Linked DNA regions of Zea mays: region 1 is linked to region 2. The links are chromatin contacts, called in public Hi-C maps. All regions are on one chromosome and are shown on one strand. Each heading gives the region's core, a stretch centred on a gene start, on an enhancer-like site or on the middle of the called end of the contact. The rest is flanking DNA. Distances are from core to core; before and after follow the strand shown. Region 1 holds the start of LOC100383498. Region 2 has its middle 75 kb from the start of LOC100383498.

Region 1 (3,640 bases), core at 225-2,724, 75 kb after region 2:
TATTACTAATACATAACATGTACATATAAAATGATGGATTCGTTCGAGAGACCAAATCGTTAATCCCAACTGCCTTCCAATACCATCTATCCCAAAAAAAATATAAAGGCGTCCAAAAAATACAAAAATAAGTAATCCTTATCTAGAGACGTACATACGATGTGAAAAATCACATGCTGAAAAATTCCGAAAAATTCTGAGTCACAATTCCAAAAAAAATCGAGACACAATTCCGAAAAATTCCGCGACACAAATCCGATAATTTCCGACAAAAACCAGTAACCGAAGAAAATGGTCGGTAAAACACCACACCGATTCCGATAGAAATTCCGAAAACCGATTCTGTTTTCGAAAAACACCACACCGATTCTGATAATTTTTTTTTTCGAAACCGGTTTCCGGAATTCCGAAAAATTCCGAAACCGTTTTCATCCTTAATTGCGCCACAGAAAGAGATAAAAGCATTACCAATAGGCTCATTCATCGAAAATCAGAGAGACATAAAAAGAAAAAAGAATTATGATCAAATCAATAGAAGGAAGGATCTCTTACCTGATTTGAATTTCATCTTCCTTCAAATAGGATATGCTCTAAGTCTCCCCATACTTTCCTATAATGACTGCAACGATTTTCTCCATTTTGTGAATTCCTATTTTATTTGAGTACCTCTTTTTGAACTTCGGAAGGACAAAAAAAGTACTGTGAAACGGATAATTTTAACTCATTGCGCTCTACCATTACTTTCCCACTTCGGATTCCATAAAATATAAAATATTTTTTCTTCACACCTGTATATAGCTTCTTCTAGTGATTGTTCAAACTAACCGACTTTTACCACCATCCATGTTTTTTAAAATTTTACAATTATAACATTGGATCGTACTGCACGTATTTGATCCTTTTTTATTGGTATAAAAACAATATCATCTCAGAAATACTTTGACTACAAATCTATAGTGCACGTCGAAATTTACATATTATGTAATTAATCGTGTCGATCAAAATATATATCGCTTACCTTTTTATTCAAAATATGATTATTATTTCTGGATGAAACTTTTTAAATACAATTATTATTTCTTAGACTGGGATGCACGTATATTTATCCAATTCCAATCCTTCCATCCGAAAGCAATTTTTGGGAGCATCCAGAGCCCTAGCTGGCAACATCAAAATCCCACACAGGCCTCGCGACCCAGTCGCTCCCTCCTCTCCATCTCCTCAAGCTTTTCAGTTTCCACTCACATATTTACACCGCTACGGGCCAAGCCCAAGCGAGAAGTTCTTGTAAAATACTCCGTACTACTTACTGAAAAGAATAAAAACTTCGGTCTTAAAAGTTTTTACTACTAGCAAAGACTCCTCGACTCGAGCGAGGTCGAGGAAAAGTTTCGCCATCCGGTTTGGTTGTGTTGGATTTTCCTTCTATTAAACCACACCATCTGTGCTCCTGACTCCGCTGCTCTGGTCTTTCCCACCACCGCGAACACCTGGCAATGGCGGCCCCCGCCCCGTCGGCCACCTCCCAGATGTCCTCAAGCGGCCTCCTTTCTTACTGAGCTCACCCACCACCCGCCACGCCCCCGACTCCCACGAACTCCTCCGCCTACCCACCCCTACCCTACTTCTCTCGCCCGCCGGACGCATCTCGGGGCTCTGCTCCCCGGTTCTCGGGGCCGGTGGATGCGACCGCGTCCCCGCCCCCGAAATCAGCTGCCCGGCGTCCTCATAGCGTTCCCGGGATCTAGGCCCTGAGCAATGGCAGCGGCGGTGGCGCCGCCGCTCTGCACCTGGCTCGTCGCCGCCTGTCTCTCCGCGGCCTGCGGCGATGGCGAGAAGGAGAATGAACGCAGGCACCGCGGTGGCGGCGTAGGGGGTTTCTTCGGCTCGCGCCGCCGCCTCGGCTCAGGGCGCCGCGGCGTGGGGCGCTCTGGTCAGCCCATTTCCCGTTTTCTATTGCCAAAGTCTGGTTTCTTTCACGCTTCGCTGTAACGGAGGAGTTTCACTGCATCGGTAGTGTCACAGCGGAGATTTGGCGGCGGGTTAAAGGTGGGAGTTTTATACGGTTCCAGGGTCACATAGCTCGTGCGCGCGCCCGGGATGTAGGCTTCGAGGGGATTATACCCAGCTTGATGCCGGCATCTTGGTCCAGTCTTTTTTGTTTTTGTATGGTTTCGGACTGGCCGTCAGCTCATGCTCTGGAGTAAGTTGGTGGGTTTGCAATTGCTAGGTCTGGCTGCACTAGTTTCACTAAATTTATGTAAACCTAGGATTTTTATCATGAGGAGGAACTGTGCCTACAGGGAAATTTCAGACCCAATTTTGGCGTCGCTATATTGACAACCAAAAGAAACTGAAATATTGTCTTGTTCATGAAATTGTCCTGTCTGGAACTAAGCAAGCTTGCATTCCTTAACAGTTGATATCTCTACTGCCATCCCTGGTTTTGGCTGTGCCTTTGTGGTACCATTACTTCAGCACAAGCATACCAAATGAAATGTGTGGGCAAACCATCCTATATTATTTGTTGATTGTGGTGTCTTCTTTTGTTCTCCCCTGTGGGCCACTCAGATGACCAAAGTTTTTACTTGAAAAGGGATTCAATTGATATATGGGCATTTGTGGATGGCACTGCCTTTCCTGTTGTCCACTTCTATTTGTCTTACATGCTGATTTCTGGTAGTTGTACACCGAATGAACAAAATTCTGGTGAACTGCAGGAATGGCCATGTCTGTTGCCTTGCATCCTGAAAGGACAGCTGTGGAAAATAAGAAACCTGATATGAAACAGAGGAGAGTGGTTGTCACTGGCATGGGTGTAGTGACGCCACTAGGGCATGATCCTGATGAATTCTACAATAACCTTTTAAGGGGTATCAGTGGAATAAGCGAGATAGAGGCATTTGATTGTTCTCACTATCCCACGGTATTTAGTTTCTTATCATGGTTAATGATGTGAGGTTTGTTGTAGAATTACGCTGAAACATGCTGTACTTCATCGACACTATGTTTCATACAGAGAATCGCGGGAGAAATCAAATCATTTTCGACAGATGGTTGGGTTGCACCAAAGCTAGCTAAGCGAATGGACAAGTTTATGCAATATTTGATAACAGCTGGAAAGAAAGCATTGGAGAATGCTGGAATCACTGAAGAAGTCATGAATGAGTTGGAAAAATCAAGATGTGGAGTCCTCATTGGGTCTGCTATGGGTGGCATGAAGGTGCAGATTCTTACATTACATGATATACTTGCTGAAAAGATCGTTTTTTAATTAGCTTCTCTTCTAATTCTATTTTGATCAGGTTTTCAGTGATGCAATTGAAGCTTTGAGGGTTTCATACAAGAAGATGAACCCATTCTGTGTACCTTTTGCAACTACAAACATGGGTTCTGCGATTCTTGCTATGGATCTGGTACCTTATATGATTAACGATCTTTTCTTGCTATTTCATTTCTTTACTTGTTTGTTGATACTTTGACAGATAGATATGATGATTCTTGATTACTGAAATTGCCCTTCATATGCAGGGTTGGATGGGCCCAAATTACTCTATCTCTACTGCTTGTGCTACTAGCAACTTCTGCATTCTGAATGCAGCTAATCATATCAGAAAAGGGGAAGCTGTAAGTAACTTCA
Region 2 (3,634 bases), core at 214-2,713:
TTTGGCGTCGGCTAAGCATACCTTTTTGAGTCACTCACTGGCTTCCATAACGGATCCGTACAACACCATTGTGTGGTCCGAGCTTCGGTCAAACAAATCCTCGTGTCTTTTATTTGGTTTTCCTAAGACCTATCAATATTGCATATATATTTGTTTTTCTGCTTGTGCTACTCATGTTTGGTGATTTGTGTTTGTAGAGAGTGTGTGAAGGTGTCCATACACTTATAATGAAAGCACACATCAAGTTATATTGACGTAGAAGAGAAGCGAGGCGCAAAGGCACACTTGGCATTGCGCTGGCCAAACTCGTCCAAACCGACATTACAACCCAACCAAGCTGGGTTTAGCATTGTGCCAAGGCCACTATGCAAAGTCAGCTTGGCCGGGTTTAGTATAGAGTGTCGTGTTTAATTTTTTTATGTACTAACTTTTTTTAAAAAAAAAGTTTGTAGTGTCTATTCACTCCAAGTATCAAAGCGGTCCTTTTACATAAACACATACATTTTTGGAGTCTATTTTGAGACTATACAGGTTAATGCAAGACTCAAATATTATATTATGGGAAAGAATTTTTAGTTTCTAGTTTTTTGGAGTCTATTTTGAAACCATGAATTTAGGTAGTTTTTTCCCTAATTTTTTGTAGTCTATTTTGAGGCTAAACAAGTTAATCCAAGACTCAAATATTATTTTATGGGAAAGAATTTTAATTTCAAAACTACAAGAGGTATAATACAAAACACAAGCGAATAGGTCATGCTTATCTTCCAGTATCTACTTGAAAAATTCTGAAGAAATTGAAAGATACATAGATCCTTTGTTTTGGATCGATAAAGAAAGTTAAGAAACACTGGATTCTGGTGGTGTGACTCATCTCCTTATTACGCTATCTGCTTTGGCATAACTTGGCTGGCCGGCCAATCACGCCATCTGGATTATGGAATGGAGCAAATAGTAGATATCTATTCCATCGTCTATTAATTCCAAACACTAAAGTGTCTACCGTATCTCTGTAGAACTGATACAATAGTGTTTTGTACACCGCTTAATACTGGTAAGCTCAATCTTATACCATATCATGGTTTCGTATCAGAATGTTTAGTTAGTCATGTCCATTCATGTGGTGTGGCCGGGTATTTTATTTATAAATAAAAGTGCTAGTTTCTAGAAATCTAGATAGAGATAGACCCTTTTAAACATTATTGTTTAAAACACGCGCGCGCACACACACAAGTCTTCTGGGTCAGACCAAAAGCAGCATGCTCCAGAGTCCAGTCCAGTTCAGACCCGGGGTAACTGAGAGAGGTTGGGCCGGCCATTTGGGTTGACGGGGTAACGGGAGCAGAAGCTACGACCTGCTTGGATTTTCCGCGGCCCAGAAAAATGAACGGAACCCGGATGGTCTTGTCGTGAAATGGGATGGACGGATATCCACCCAGCCCACGTGTGTCATGCCATGCGCGCTATCTGAGGTCCAAGCCCATGAACCTGCCTCCGCCCATGCCTCGCCATCCGCCAAGGCACCGCTCCGCGCGCTCTCCGGCCTCTGCGGCGGGCTGGTCGGCTGGTCGTGCCCGTGCGCGCGGCCAGTACCGTGGCGGACGGCCGGTATCAAAGACTAACCTTTCCTTCCGCGGGGGTGTCGGCAGTCCGGACGGCCTAGACAGACAGCAGTGGTCAGTGGACAACTGGACATCGAGTTGAGTGTGACGGCGTTGGCGGCGGTAGACTTCTCTGCGTTGGATGCCGGCCTGGGCAGCAATGAATCTCCCTCTATTTCCGGCGGCATTTGGCGGCGGTGTCCGGGTGAGATGAGATCTTCCCTAGTTTCTATTCCTCTTGCGTGACGAATGGGTATAAGGTCAGGGTTCGCACGTAAAATTCTAGAATCCCTCCTGACCTGATTTGCGGTTGCATTGGTGAGGAAGCTCCTTCGGGCCGGGTTGTTTGACAAGTTCGCACATAAAATTCCTTGCTCGATTCCAGCCCCTAGGCGACGGCCGTGCACCAGATTTGGGGAGATTTTTGCCGAACCAGGTGCTCGCATTCGTGCTTCCTTTTCTGACAGGGTGCGCATACCAAAGAATGGTGGTCTACTTGTGCCCGTCTAGGTGTCTGTTGAATTATTAGATATTTTCAGATTAAATTTCGAATATAAATTATTGTTGAATTATTATACAATTTTTAGATTAAATTCTGAATATATAAATCAGAAGAACTGGAGTATAAAGTCAAATCAGATAATGTGCATTGATCAAACATACTGGTAGATGACACGGGCCGGAAGCAGCAGGGTCGACGACGTCGAAGCAGCGGAGCCGATGATGTCGAAACAGCAGGGTTCGACGACAAGATCGCGAGTAGGGATGGCAACGGATAAACTATCCACGGATAGTATCTCTGGACATCCATATCCGTGACTTATATCTGGTATCCGAACCCGTACCCGTTATCCGCTATGGATAAAAAACAGTATCGGATATCCGCGGATATATCCGTTTGCCCACTACACATGCAACATATTTAAATCCAGCAAATTCTAGGCAACAGTCACGGATATATCCGTTTGCCCACTACACATACAACATATTTAAATCCTAACAATAATTATACGTATGTATTGTATCTGTACTCTAGGTGACAGTCGCGGTAGGAGTGGGAGAGGAGAGATGGGAGGGTCTGGAGTGAGAGCGACCAAGCGAGGGCTTCGCTGGAAGCCTGGAACCTAGGCTTGTGGCCTTGTGGGTTGTGGCTCGTGGGCCTGTGGGACAGGAGTACGAGATATTTTAACGGATATTCGGGTATTTGGGTATGGATACTGATTTTTCGTACCCGTTTTAAAAATATCCACGGATATCAAGTGCTACCCGTATCCGTATCCATGGGTACAGACTCGTACCCAAAACCGTGCCCAACGGGTTTTTTATCCGCGGGTATGTGGATAAATCACATCCATTGCCATCCCTAATCGCGAGCAGTCACGTGAGGACGCTTTCCAAAAACCTTATTCGCCCTCTCCCGGTGCAGGATGTCGAAAAGGCGAAGGGTTCCGGAGACCTGCTCTCCCGAGCGCAGATGCACGTCGGCGGTCGGGATGAAGAGAACTACTGAAAGGGAAATGTGCCCTTGGGCCATTTCTAAAGTGTTTTGGTGATTAAGTGCCCAACACATATTCTCTAAGTGTTAAACCGTGCCAAAGATTTAAGAAGTGCAAATTATGCAACAAGGTAAGTTTCTAGACTTAGTACATTGATTTGGGTACTAATGTATTGTGTCTAAGTGCTAGAAACAGTAGAAAAGCGATTGGAAATGAGTTGGCTGTCCTGCTCGGTCTGGGTGCGCCGGACTGTCCTGTGGTGCACCGGACAGTGTCCGGTGGTGTACCGGATATTGTCCGGTGTGCCAGACCAGTCTCGGTGAATAGGCTACTCTCGAGACTCGACGGCGGCGTACGACTATAAATCACCGGACTGTCCGGTGGTGCACCGGACTGTCCGGTGAGTCGTCCGCGGCGAAGTCGTCGCTCTCGGGAAACGTTCAACGGCGTACGGTTAAAATTCACCGGACTATCCGGTGGTGCACCGGACTGTCCGGTGATCCAACGGTCGACTGCGCCAACGGTCGACCGCGCAATCCG

What was found. A called contact is a pair of places that touch in the nucleus more often than the background predicts.
Region 1: a Hi-C map of leaf shows a contact between it and region 2, with 6 times the contacts expected there. The contact joins the promoter of LOC100383498 here to the enhancer-like site in region 2. A contact is called at or near these places in 3 of 25 Hi-C or Micro-C datasets (ear, endosperm and leaf).

The regions. Positions count from the first base shown.
Region 1 is chr9:128,106,958-128,110,597 of Zm-B73-REFERENCE-NAM-5.0, forward strand. It overlaps LOC100383498, which reads left to right and starts at 1,475. Exons shown (of 13, transcript NM_001176146.1): 1 at 1,475-1,933; 2 at 2,721-2,926; 3 at 3,020-3,223; 4 at 3,306-3,416; 5 at 3,532-3,627. The coding sequence starts at 1,759.
Region 2 is chr9:128,032,053-128,035,686 of Zm-B73-REFERENCE-NAM-5.0, forward strand. No RefSeq gene overlaps it. Among protein-coding and RNA genes, the nearest start is that of LOC100383498, 75 kb to the right of the region's middle. Within about 2 kb of position 1,464, at least 20 of the 20 cell types and tissues checked have an H3K27ac peak or open chromatin away from gene starts, as enhancers often do. A contact at or near this core is called in ear, endosperm and leaf, where this site is marked.